Linked DNA regions of Cyprinus carpio: region 2 is linked to region 1. A link is a contact called in public Hi-C data. All regions are on one chromosome and are shown on one strand. Each heading gives the region's core, a stretch centred on a gene start, on an enhancer-like site or on the middle of the called end of the contact. The rest is flanking DNA. Distances are from core to core; before and after follow the strand shown.

What was found. Hi-C and Micro-C count contacts between places; a contact is called where the count stands out from the background.
Region 2: a contact with region 1 is called in a Hi-C map of red blood cells, with 2.4 times the contacts expected there. The contact joins the enhancer-like site here to the promoter of LOC109110011 in region 1. A contact is called at or near these places in 8 of 8 Hi-C or Micro-C datasets (liver, red blood cells and skeletal muscle).

Annotation. Positions count from the first base shown.
Region 1 is chrA11:13,785,968-13,792,757 of ASM1834038v1, reverse strand. LOC109110011 (repressor of RNA polymerase III transcription MAF1 homolog) reads right to left here and starts at 3,709. Exons shown (of 7, transcript XM_042766353.1): 1 at 2,975-3,709; 2 at 2,673-2,801; 3 at 2,411-2,573; 4 at 2,050-2,146; 5 at 1,762-1,903; 6 at 1,157-1,261; 7 at 1-873. The coding sequence starts at 3,057. The coding sequence ends at 852. LOC109110014 (zinc finger CCCH domain-containing protein 11A-like) reads right to left here. Exons shown (of 17, transcript XM_042766351.1): 12 at 6,593-6,790; 13 at 6,435-6,502; 14 at 5,984-6,353; 15 at 5,648-5,811; 16 at 5,412-5,551; 17 at 4,108-5,296. The coding sequence ends at 5,086.
Region 2 is chrA11:13,822,439-13,829,228 of ASM1834038v1, reverse strand. LOC122146604 (a long non-coding RNA gene) reads left to right here. Exons shown (of 2, transcript XR_006161124.1): 2 at 1-483. Among protein-coding and RNA genes, the nearest start is that of LOC122146604, 5.4 kb to the left of the region's middle. Within about 2 kb of position 3,803, at least 1 of the 8 cell types and tissues checked has an H3K27ac peak or open chromatin away from gene starts, as enhancers often do.

The DNA of each region.
Region 1 (6,790 bases), core at 2,460-4,959:
TTAACGTTATACACCTCACAAATGTTACAAATCCAAATAAGAAACAGTAATAACAAATCAAAGTTAAAACAAATAAAAGTAAACTTTACAGACCCATCGTGGTTTTCCTTTTACATTTTTATTAGCATTGGGAGCTAAAAAACTAAAAAGGGAAGTTGACTTGTATGTCAAGACACCAATAAATCTACCTACCAGGTGACGTTTATGCTGATATCTGTTTAAATATCATTTTTCCTGAGGCAATAAAGTTACAGGAAAATGTTTTAAGTCCTACAAAACAAAACTATGTTGGGGTTGGGATGCTGATATAATAACAAAAATATAAGTTATGAGCATGTGTAAGCCTAACAAATATGGAAACTCAATTTTAAATGTTAACTGTGACATCTCAAAAAGGTCAAGCAGTAAAATAAACAGTCAAAAATGACCAGAGGACAAGTGACAAAGATGTTGAAGGATGCCACCTAGTGGAAATACTGCTGTGAAGTTCATGGAGCCAAGAAAATAAGTGTAAATAATGAACATGAATAAATAAATGAGGTTTGGGTAACTTGCACTCGGATACAACAAAAAGTGACCTCTTTGGAAATTAAAAAAAAATGACCATAAAAATATCGCGACACATTATCACAGAGGAAAATTAAAATAATGCAATGGAAAGTACACCGAAAAGTAAAGGAAAATGTTAAAGTGCAATGAATAGCACTTGAACATCTCTGGATTACAACACCTCTCCATTTCTAAGAAATGACCAACAGTATATAAAATGAACACATAAGAAACAAAAGGATAACAGGCATTAAAACTCAGGCAAGGGATGCTGGCTTCAAAGGACAGGGACGAGGGCTTCATCAGGCAAACAGTGCACCATACCTGTGGAAAGAGCCATCAATCCATCACTGACTGCAAGGACACCAGCCACTGCTTGTCAGGCTAGTAATATCAGAGTCATTGTTTGCAGTTACACTGCAATGATGCGTCTGGCTGACTGTTGGCCCTCCACTAGCAAATACACTGAAACCACATGATTTATGTGGTTTATGTCATTTTTCTGTCACATCTGAATGACGATAAAGCATGTGTGGGTGTTCGCAATGCAGTACTTCCTGGAGAAGTGCTGACAAATAATAAGGGTGCAGTCCGTTTAGTTCCTCACCTCTCTTCATCCATGTTTCCCTCTTCCTCTTCCTCATAGCTGCCTTCATCCAACTCCAGATCCAGTTCAGTGCCGATGCCAGAGTCTCGTGGAGCCATGAAAAGACTAAAGGACCACAAATACAAAAAGTTGTACCTGCTGATTTTTTATAAGATATTTCATAATAACAATATTAATTATAATAATGTAAAATATATCGTATAAATAGACTTCCATTCAAAAGGTCAGTAAGATTTTTTTTTTTTTAAAGAAGCCTGTTATGTTCACTAAGGCTGCATTTATTTGATCAAAAATGCTCTAATGAAAAATTAATACTATGAAATATCACAACAATATAAAATAAGTGTTTTGTTATATATGTATGTATTTATTTTTTAATTGATGCTGAAATCTTTTTTACATTATAAACTAACATAATATACATTATAAAAATTATAAAAAGTAAAGTATAATAATACATTATAAAAAGTATTCTTCCACCCAAACATAATACGCAATCTTTAATAAAGTCATTATCTCTATCATTAAAAAAGATTGTTTTATATGTTTTTTCATCTTTATATGTTGATGCTGAATTGCTTTCTCCCTGACCTACAGATCCTCACCTGACAGAACGGCATGTAAAGAACACAATCCTCTTCAGTCTTTTGTTATAAAAGAAGTAGTTGAAGGACCACAGGTTGCCTTCTTCCCCATAAGGGTCTGAATCCAGGTCTGGATTGTAGCTGTCACAGAATGCAATCAGAACTTTTTAAAAGCATGCTTAATAAATTCAAAATCACTAGGACCAGAACTATTCAAAATCAAAAGGATTCAGCGAATTCTAGGCAGGCATTAATGTATTTTTTTTTAGAATGATTATTTATATTTTTATTTATAAGATTCAGCAAGACTGATCTCCTTGTCTAGGGCCTCCCATAACTGAGGCTGTAGGTGACTGTAGGCCTCCCCAGCAGCAGCAGACAAACTGCTGTTCACTGCATTAAACACCTGTGGAAATCATGAACCAGTTAATAAACCTGGGTTTTAAAATAGTTTAAAATAGCTTATAATAATTATTATTATATATATGTATATTTTATTTATATATCTATTCTCCAAACCACTTATCATCTGGGTCCCAGAAATTCTTATTATTAATAATAAGAATAAGTATAATTTATTTACATTTTTACCGTCAATTGCTAGTTAACATTGTGTTAAATTAGTGCATATGTTGTTTCAGAAATTGTAACCATTATATGTCAAAATTACCCAGTTAACACTGGGCTCCTTGCTGAAATCGTGGCCTCTGGTGCGACTGAAGTCGTAGTCCGGCCGGAAGGATTCATTGAGAGTGGCAATCAGGTAAAAGAGCGTCTTTCTGCTGCACTTGTCAGAAAGTGGACCCTCCCCATCATCCAAACTCTGACTCAGTCTGAAAATAAAACATATTTCAGTGAATGTGCAATGACCTGCTGGAAGATATTTGTGCTGTGTTTATGTAAGGGGGTTGATGACAGTGTCTTTGACTTACTTGTTGGGGCTGATTCCTGAGCTCTGCGGAGGAGACAGAGCCTCCAGCACGTGCGGCTGCCCTTCCTGACAAAACTGCTTAAACATTTGTTTGTCATCACCGGCCATCTTACAGGAGTAGCTCTCAATACTACAGAAACATCACAACAGTGTCAGTAGTCACATTGAGAAAAACAAACAAAAACACTGCACATAACACCAGAACAGTGTGAATAACACGTTCTTTCCTCTTTATGTGATCTGATAGTGTTCAGATATGAATGTCTTAATTTTATCTTATGAAAACAAGCACTGAGCACTTACCGTCCAATTATCTTACAGTCTCCTGTTTCAATTGTGAGCAGACTGTTTATGGCCTCAAAACTTGAGTTTTCCAGGAGCTTCATGGTTTATTCAACTATATTATATATTTATTGACAGAACTGCAATGACTCTTTACCGGCCCTAGATGTCAGTCTCTTTGATAAACAACCATCGGCCAGTTATTCTGCCGTTACACCAAACCAAAACAATGTTTATAGCGCGTTAGTTTGGAGAATAAACGGCACAAACAGAAAATTATCAATAATAAACAACTAGCCAATACTGGGTTATAACCGAATAACCACTAACCTCGATGTCTCCTACAGAAGCCCCTTTAAAAATCTATCAATTTCGACAACAAACGGCTCTCTATTATCTTCAAATGTAAAAATAAAAATATAAATAAATAAGCCTCCCTTGCAGATTCTTACGACCGCGTGAATAATCTTCTCCGGTTGCTTATTGCACTTCTATGTCTAATATATATCTCTTCCTTTTTACTGTGAAATTTCCAATACCTGCCATTAAACAAGCTAAAATTTAGAGGGAAATTATGCATCCCAGCTATTGAATCAGAACTTGAGGAGAACTCCAAGGCTTATAAAAGCCTTAATCCTCGGTTTATGGTTGTCTATTTGTGTGGAAGAATGACAACAGCAGAAGACGAGCGTTTGTGTAGCAGTTTTCAGTCGCGATAATACGCAGTTGTCTTTTTCCTGTTTTTTTTTTCGGTCAGGATGTCAGTGATGCAGGTGTTACATGTTTACTGCCACCTGCTGGCTTGGGGTTTAATAGCGCTTCTCTTTTTCTAAAAATTGAAGAAATACATAATTATACATTTCGAGGCTTCCAATGACAAACCAACCAAACCAAAACCAAGGTAAAATAAAGTATTAATACAGACTATTACTATACTTTTGTATTTCTAAATTTTGGAGTATTGTGAAGCATACAAAGGCTTTTTGTACTGTTCTCATATTGTGGAAATAAATAAACCTGGGGAAAAAAAGTTAATATATTTAAACACACAAAATAAAACATTAAAATATATTATGCGGTCTGAAACACAAAAAAATTTAAAACTACAATGCATAGCAAAGCTTGGTTAACCATGTTAAAAACTGAAACTAGTATTTTCTCATAAAGACTTTTTATTTACATAGATGATTTTGAAGAGGTGCAACTCAAGTGCAGGCAGCGTCGCAGCACAAATAACGCTCACGTTACATACCCTCAATGCATGATGTCACTGAGTTAAGGTGAGTAAAAACAAAGATGAGGAGACATGGGTGTGCAGGACATTTCCAAAGAAAACACAAAAGATACAGGTAAGCAAAGCTGAAGTATTTCCCTGAGAGCACTGCTTCATATTTATGCATTCAGAAGTCTGAGAAGGAACTTCCCTGCTAAAATTATGTGATATTAATTTCTCAAGCTGAAAAGGTGTAGATGGTCCTCAAGGGAATTTCTTTTAGCATGAAATTTGTGACAGAAATTATGAAGAAATGAAAAAGGAAACCATGCCCTTCAGCTATCTGCCAGAACGTTAAACCATAATACCATAAAAAAAATTTGTCGATACTAAATCAAAGGTGAGCGAAATGACCTTTTCAAACAATGTTGATAATGACGGCCAAAGAACATTTAATGGATCATAAATACACATGACTCAAAATGAAGACTAAGTAAGGTGTGGCCTTGATGTGCCGCTCTAATAAAAATAATTTTTTCAGCATACACAGTACACAACTGAAAACTTCCTGTCTCTGTAACACATAATGAGGGATAGTGCTATAACACAACTTCCAACACAATCATTATACCTGAGGCTGTCTTATAATGGCTTGTTAATACCTGCAACAGCCAAATAAGATTTTTCCCTTTTTTTGACAGTTTTAAGAAGTCAACTAAAATAAAACTATTTGAGAAAGAAATCATATTAACATCAACAAGAAAAAAAAAAAAAAGTAAAAAGGAACATTAAAACAGATTTATTAGAGTTTGAAAATATAAGTCTTAATTTAAAATGCAGTGGGTTAAATGATGTCACAGTCCTTTCAAATTCAAAGTGGCAGTGTTTTTGTAAAGTAAAGGGATGACGTCGCTCTTGTCTAACTGTCAATCATCTCTGAGAGTTCTAAAAGAAGGTCGTCCTCTCCTTTGCCCGAATCCAATTCCAAGTCATCCTCAAGCCGGTCATCAGTAAATTCACCTAACAGTTCTTCAAAGTCATCCACTGATGAACTGGTAACAGCAGGAGCACGGCCAGAAGTGGTGCTGGACCGCCGAGAGCGCTGCATGCTTGGTGTTTTGATCACAGGGCTACAAAGGAACATAACAGAAGAGAAAATAAAAATCCCAAAAAGTAATTGTGTGTGTGTGTGTGTATTAAAAGTATAAGTATTAAGTCTGAAATACATAAGAAGATTTCCCATACCTTTGGGGGACCGCATCAATTTCAGGTGATGTAGTACTGGCTGGCTCAACGCAGCTCAGAGGCACCATTTGAATATCCTCTGTGTTGGAAGGCACCCGCTGAGTGTCGGACTGAACATCTTGAGAGGCAGGTGACGCCACCTGAAAGAGTATTTTTACAATACAATGACACCAGACTTGGCTAAAAAAAAAGAAATTACATTTACTTTAGAAATAATTAACTACATTAACTCTCACCTTAAGACGCTTGTTGGGAATAACCAGTGAGGAAGGTGTATGACAGACAGTGTTAAGAGGTTTCACTTCAGCAACAGCAGAATGAGTTTTTGCAGCTTTCCTCTTTTGGGTGGGCTGGGCTGCCAGCTTCACTACTGACGGCTTCACATTCACCTTGGGCTTCACTGAAATGCAGAGAAAAACAGCAAATTGAGTAGAACATTTGGAAGAGAGTTCATTTTAGTTTATAAATACATGAATTTCAGATTATATTTTATTAGTACTGCTGTAAACATTACTGGCATTTGATAATTAATTTCATTTTGTCATCACCATCAATTCATGTTAAATTCATACCCTTGGCCTCTGTTTGAATAGTTCCCTCAGCCAGCTGGATAGGTATCACAGGAGAGCTTGAGGGCTTTGGTGTGTTTGTCGATGGAGACCTGTCTCCAGAGTGCTCTGGGGAGCTTTTCTGGGGCACTACAGCAGCAGGGAGTGGAGAGCTCTTGTGTTTGAGGGCGATCCGCTGTCTCACTGTGGTTTGGGGCTGGCTAGAGGGTTCAGAGGCTGGCGGTGAGGCTGCAGGTGCAGACAGTCCTGCATCCTTCTGGGTGGTGGAGGTGACTTGCTCCTCTTGTAGCTTGCGGAGTCTCTTCTCTCGCATGATCTCCTCAAATGTTTTCACTTTAACAGTCTCACTGGAGGGTTTGCCTTTTCCATTTGTCTGCGAGTTAAACAGTGCAAACAATAATGAATTAATCCAGAAACAATAATATTCTCTTAGGCCTGTTGTTTTGTGTCTTACCTCTGCAGGAGGTTCTAGTTTCTTATCAGGCGCATCTGGTTTCGTCTGACCCACAGTGTATGCAGTTGCTGGAAAGAATTGACAGCTATGTGAACACACTTCTTTTCACATATGTGGCCATTTTTTAGACTAGAAAAACATGAATGTGTCTGACTTACGAGAGCTTTTATTAATGCGTAGAATGCGCTTCTTTGGAGGCCCACTTGCCTCAGCTTCAGTGGAGGTTTGGGTTTTATCGTCTGTGGGCTCTTGAAGCTGTGCCTGCATCCGGGCTGTCTTTTCCCTGCGTATCTCCTCCAGCGTTTTTACTCGTACCTCCCCAACTGTCACAGGAGCCTTGACTGCAGCTCCGGTAG
Region 2 (6,790 bases), core at 2,554-5,053, 36 kb before region 1:
GTCCCTTTGAAGCGTCTACCTGCATGTCGACTTGTCACTCAGGATACAGAGACCGTGGAAACCCCCTCCCGTACACTTACCAGTACGGTTTTAGTTGGATCCCGGCAGCCCTTGGGCAGTTCCCCCAGCATCTGGACGACCGGGAGTATAATCCGCTGGGTCGCCTCGGAGTTCGTCAAAAGTAGCAGCAGGTATCCATTGTGCATCCAAACTTTCAATACTTACCACTTGTATCTGTTACGTCCAGGGAAGGAGAGGGCCCTGGACAGTCGTCCTGCAAGCCAGAACAAAGGGGCACTTGTGAATAAGCTGATTGTCGTCACATAGCCAGAAGGAAAGAGGAGTGAAGGACTCACCTGAGATCTCCCGTGACGGAGTCTAAGAGACTCGAGACTGTTACTCTCCAAAAGGAGGGTTGGATTTTAGCCTCCCTTCCCCATACCCTTTTTTTTAGTAATTTAATAAAGTCTGTTTTAATATTTACTTACCGGCTCTCGTGTGTCTGGTCATTGGGGTGTTCTTGGGACCTCCTCGAGGTGGAAATTAGGAAGGGGCGTGACTCACAACATCGGTGGTCAGCTCCGACCTGTGACATTATGAGTTGTCTTTGCAGAACCCTTGGAACAGCAGGCAAAATCCAATTGTAAATCCAATCAAGGCAGTCATTAAACAGCTATTAGTGGCCAGAATTGAGATCTCAGCAACAATCTAATCGGTGACATCTTTCCTTAGATGACCCAAGCTATTACCTCATCAGTGACCCCTCAGAAATCTCCACTGGTCCCCTCACCAGTGACCATATCATTTACCTCACTGATGGTTTAATGTATAAAACCTTACCGCATACCACATTATCAAGTTAACTTGTGGCTTTCTCAGTTGAGTTACACCGTGAATTGAACTGCATGTCAGGTCATATACAAGTAGCTTATATTTGTGATCCTTACCTGAACTTTTATAGATTCAATTTGTGTTAATTCCATGCGATGCGTGCCTGTGGACTGCAGATGCAAACGTAGATGACCCTGATGCTGAGAGGAGCATACTGTATGTGCGGATGCCTGACATCCCAGATGCTGTGGGAACAGTGCCCTCACGAGGACTTCGTAATGTATGCATAGCTGGCTTGTAAATAATTTCTGTTTTTATACGAATTATAAAAGGACATGTAGCCTATATTTCAAAGAACAATGTACTTTGCAGTCATTAAAGCACAATAAGTCAGGTAAATAATACTTACTTCTTACTAAATAAATAATAAAAAAATAAATACTAGCAATACGACAAATCCAATCCAGAAATATTACAACCCAAGTTTTCTATGGTCAATTAAGATGACGTATTTAGCTATTTACAATATAACATGTAGGCCTATTCCTCCATTCCTCACTTTTCTTGCTATTTGTCGTCGGTTACGACCGATGTTTTAGTTTTCTTGCTTTAAATGGGGACTCTTAAAACTGTAGTCATTTATCAAAATGTTTTTTTCTCACCATAAAATTCTTAAAAATGTAGTCCTACAACACGGAGCCAACTTCACGTGGAGGCGGAAGGATACGAGAGCAGCTAAGAATGTAGCGCCGGTCCATAACGCTTTTTTTTCTCGTTCAGGTGGCACACAACAGAATAAAGCCTTCAATATTATGTAAATTTAACTAATCACTACATAACGCAGGAATCTAAGACAGAATATTGGCCTTTAAAAGTCCGAGTTTATTTAAAATATTTGTAATCATTATCAAATAAATATCCATGGTAAATTGGACAGAAGAGTTAAGGATTGACAATGGAAATGTTTAGATACATTTGATGCTTTTAAATAGCATTAATGGCTTCTGTGTGTTTGTGTCATGCAAAGTGTTTATCAGTAGTTTGTGAAATTGTCAAATACCATATTAAACCTAAAAGGATATGCTACCAAGGGTCTTAAAGAAATAAAGAATGATTAAGAACAATAACTTTCCAACTGCATTGAGATTTAAGCAGCAAAAACTTTTTTTTCAAATTTTACTTTAAACGTTATTTAAATAATAATAATAATAATAAATAAACAAATAATTTGACAAGAAAATAAATTAAAATCTATATTGTATACGTGTCCATAGGCTACTGAAGGGATGCAAGGCCATTTAAAGAGACCACTGTTTTCTTTTTTAACCACAAGATGGCAGTAAATGCATGATAACAAGCGCATGATAATGTCAATCCTAGCATATTTTCATTATCAAATAATTTAATGCAAAAGGTTGTAGGTGATGTGGGTCACATGCCCACTATAAAATCCATTCAAATTCAGGATTAACAGGACAAAACCAAGATTAACAGGACACATTTAAAGGCTTTTATATATTTTATAGCATATAAAGTGCTTCAAAATCATTTTTACAAATATAACTGCCTTGGGGATTTGTCTAAAAAAAAAAAAAAACACTAGAAAGTGTCTGCTCTGCACACAGCCCTGATCCTGAGGGTCTGCTGAAGCCTTTTGTAATGAGAGGGAAATGAGAGTGATTCATTTGAAGGGGTCAGTATTGAGTTGAACTGTGGATGCTCATTTTCCCCACTGACTTCCCATGTGAACAGAGAAGCCTCAGAGCTGCTTCTTATAACACACACACACACACACACACACACACACACACACACACACATAACACACACACACACACACACACACACACACACACACACACAACAACAACAACAACAACAACAATTGAACACACACCCCTCACCACGGCCCCCACCACATCCTGCATCCTGCTAAAGCCCAACCGCTCCTGTCAGGAAGTAGCTCACTTATAAGCAAAAAAGCTCCTGTGGATGAGGGTTGAGTCTCTCTAGGGTAAAGGAGGGAGGTTATTGTGTATCTACGGAACTCAGTGGATCATCACCCTGTAATCACGATGAGTTTGTTTCCGCTGGTCTGAGATTAATGTTCTACTCTGCAGTAACAGCTACATCAGGGCTTTGACTAGCACACATGGTCTTGTGATAATAAAATGTCATTAAATAAAAATTTAATAAAAAATATATATTCTTTTTTACATGGAAAGCAAAAGAAGACGTTTCCTAGATTGTTCATAATGCAAAGTGAATGGGGACTAAGGTTTTGAGCAATAAAGTGGAATTTAAAGAACCATAAAAACAGTCTACACGATTTTGATTTTTGTCTGTCCTTAAGTTATTCACTTATTCAATATTAACCAAAAATTAATTACTTATTACTAGATCAAACTGACATAAGAACGAAACTAAACTAATAAAATAATTGTATATGCAAATTAAAATACAGATCTGCATTTATAGGACAAGTATTTATTTTAAATCACTTTAAATATTTTAAATAATTATATTAAATATTTTTAAATAAAACAAAACAAGAAAAAAATTCTACAAATATTCCAGGTGTTTCTTTGTGTTTCCTTAAAAACTTTATTATAAAATTACAGAGATCACTCAAAGGTTATTTAAAAAAAAATATATCAAGATGAACTTAATTTTGTGGCTGGGCCAATGAGTAGGTGACCTTTGTGTATAGCGGTTACTGCATAACAGGAAATACCTTCTTTGTCACTCTCTTCCTCATACAGGTGTGTACAGATGCAATTTCAACATGATGTCCCAACACAAACACTCTCCGTGTCAGGCCTGAATGTGCTGAAGTCACACTTAAACAAAAAGGCACAATAATAGGCCCATTATGTTATGTGTAGCAGTGCAGTGGCACAGGCAGAGGCGAAGAGAGAGTGGGAGGGATGGTGGAAACAAAAATGAGTGAGCGAGCATGTAAATGAGTGAGTGAGGGAGTGAGGGAGTGTGTGTGCTCTGACTGCACGCTGAGGGCCAGAGCTGTACATCCTGTGCTCTGTTCTGCTCACATTTCACATGACCTGAGAGGATGTTGAGAAATCAGCAGGCTCTGCAGAGGTACAGTATAAATACACACGTATTCACATTCACAAGATCAAAAGCACCTTTGGAATGCACATATGCAACAAAAAGAACATATGGACACATTCATCTCCACTAGCCCTTTCACACGCACATGCAAAATAAATAAATAAATTACTTAAAAATAACATCTGGACATTGCCTTGAATACACACCTTCCAATACTATTTTCCATGAGCAACAAACCTGGTGGCATTCCCAACTTAAGACATCCCATGTCACACCAGCCCTCATAAATACACATGCATTATGCTGACTCACCACATATCAAGTGGGTAATTGACATAAAATTTTAAACAGAGACGGCAGAGTCCTGTGGTATAATCTATAGTGTATACACTATATATTTAATCAACTGAAGCTAAAAATTTACTTTCAACCAAATGATTATATCACAGATTTTCATTAAAAATATCTTAATTTGTGTTTCAAAGATCAGCCAAAGTCTTATGGGTTTTGAGTGAGCTAAAAGAGCTAAAGTCTCTGTGTCCATATCTGTAGAAACAAACAAAGAAAAAAAAAGTACATGTGTCCAAGTAATGTTCATTTCACAAATGAACAGTTCAAGATAATAGAATCATACAGCTAAATTAACATTAATTAATTTTGGCCAGATGCTCATTAAAGCGATATAAAGTGATTATTGGCCAATATATCGGTGCATCTCTACTTATCTCCTTCTCCAAAGTGTCTGTTTTTCCTGTTGTGAGAGATTTTGAAAAAAAAAAAGAATTGGACTTAATTGTAGTATACACATAAATGTCTGAGATCAATACCTTAAATAACAACATTATAATTTTCATTAAATTTACGTTAGCTAAATGACAAAACAGAAAAGTTAATTATTTAAATTGGATCAGGTATAAAATGTTCTTTATTTCAAATTTTTGTGTAATTATTAGCTGTGCATGCTTAAGTAAGCATTACTATTGCGCATGCTTAAGGATCAAAACTAACCCCAACACTAAGAAAAGCATAAATCATCCTTCACCATTTATGCCACAGACATGAAAGACACTTCAAATTATGAGGAGAGATGTGTTATCATTTTTCTAAGCAAAAGGATTAGCAATTTTCCCATGGGAGGGGATAACACACACACACACACACACACACACACACACACACACACACACACACACACACACACACACACACACACACACACACACACACACACACACACACAAACTCTCTCTCTCTTTCTCTCTCTTTCTCTCTCACTCTCTTCTCTCTCTCTCTCTCACTCTCTCTCTCTCTCTCTCTCTCACTCTCTTTCTCTCTCTCACACACACACACACACATCCCATTAAGTTACACTGGAGGGTAAAAAAGTAATATATTGAAAATATTTCAGGTACTTCATGTTTTTCTTTTTTTTTAAAGAGAAAGAAAGCAGGGTGATAATATAAAAAAATCAAAGGTTGTTTAAAAATATCAAAATTAACTTGCACAAAATGTTCCATTATGTGCATTCCATAATCATGTTTAGAAATTAGTATTTTAAAAGAAACAACCCATTATAACAGATTAGATTTCATTACCTGCAGCTCTTTATAAGTGCTGTTTATGTTCTATGGAATAAACGAGAGCCTGTCTACAAAGCTGCAGTATGTGCACATTACACAATAGTGTTTGTGCATGTGGAAATTTCTCCAGCAGGCCAAGGGCTGTGTTTCGGTTGACCACAAATAGTTTGCTGATTGTTTCTCAGTGAGAGACTTAACGCTTCTGGCATGGTCCCACACTAAAGAAGGAAATACAAATCATGACCTCACTCACCAGTTATTCCCCAAATGCTATATACATTAAAGGCGAGCATATAATAATGTTGTTTTGTATCTCAAAATGACAGGATGAATGCTTTATACAGCCCTGTGACAACGAACAGGAGAATACAGTCACATTTGTTAAAACTGAAAGTTTAAAACTTAATAAATCATGCTTTATGGATTATGTCAGACAGTTGAATGAGTGCAGACAAAGGCTAGATCCACAAACACGGGAGGAACTTGGGAGCAAGAACATCAAATGAAAAGGACACAACAGCATGACAGCGACAGGGAAATGTGACTGTTGCATTGGGGCATAAAAAGGATAGGGAAGGACAGAGTCTTAGGCAATCCTGACTCAATGGGCCATGACAAAGATGGCTTTGTAAGCATGCAGGACACTCACGTATTGTGTGAACACTATGGAGGGTGCGTGTGGTCTGCAGAACTGAGGTGGTGTTCAGGTTACAGGGGACACCACAGAGAATAAAGCACCCCACCCAAACCAACTTAACCAACTCCATCTTCTTCCCAACCTGTTCCCCCCAATCGCACCCCTCCATCTTCCCCCAACCACCTCACATTTGCACATTTTCAACAATAGCTCCAGTGAAAGCCGCTCTTCGTCATTTTCTCTGTCTTTGCCAGAGGAACAAGGAAATTGAATTGTGTTTATCTCCAGAACAAACAGCAACCTAAAGATAGTCCTTCAAAGGGAACACCCTGTGAAGAACGTACTGTGTACGCTAATTGAGATAATAGCCTAATGAAGGGAACATGATGTCTTATGTGGGAGGACCATCAAGCAAAGTCAAATTAATAAATCTTGTCTTGGAAAACAGATGCCTTCCTGCAGTGGTAACAGTAGGTATATTTTACATGCACTAATATTTTGACAATCGGAATAAAGACAATTCGATTTCAGATTTTGAAAGTTATTTATATTAACCCCAAATGTACACTGTTAAAGTGATTTTTCAAAGGTCCTTGGATTACATTTTACAAGAAAATACTAATACAGTTTTTCTACTTCAAAATTTTACATTTAAAGGTTTAAATGAATG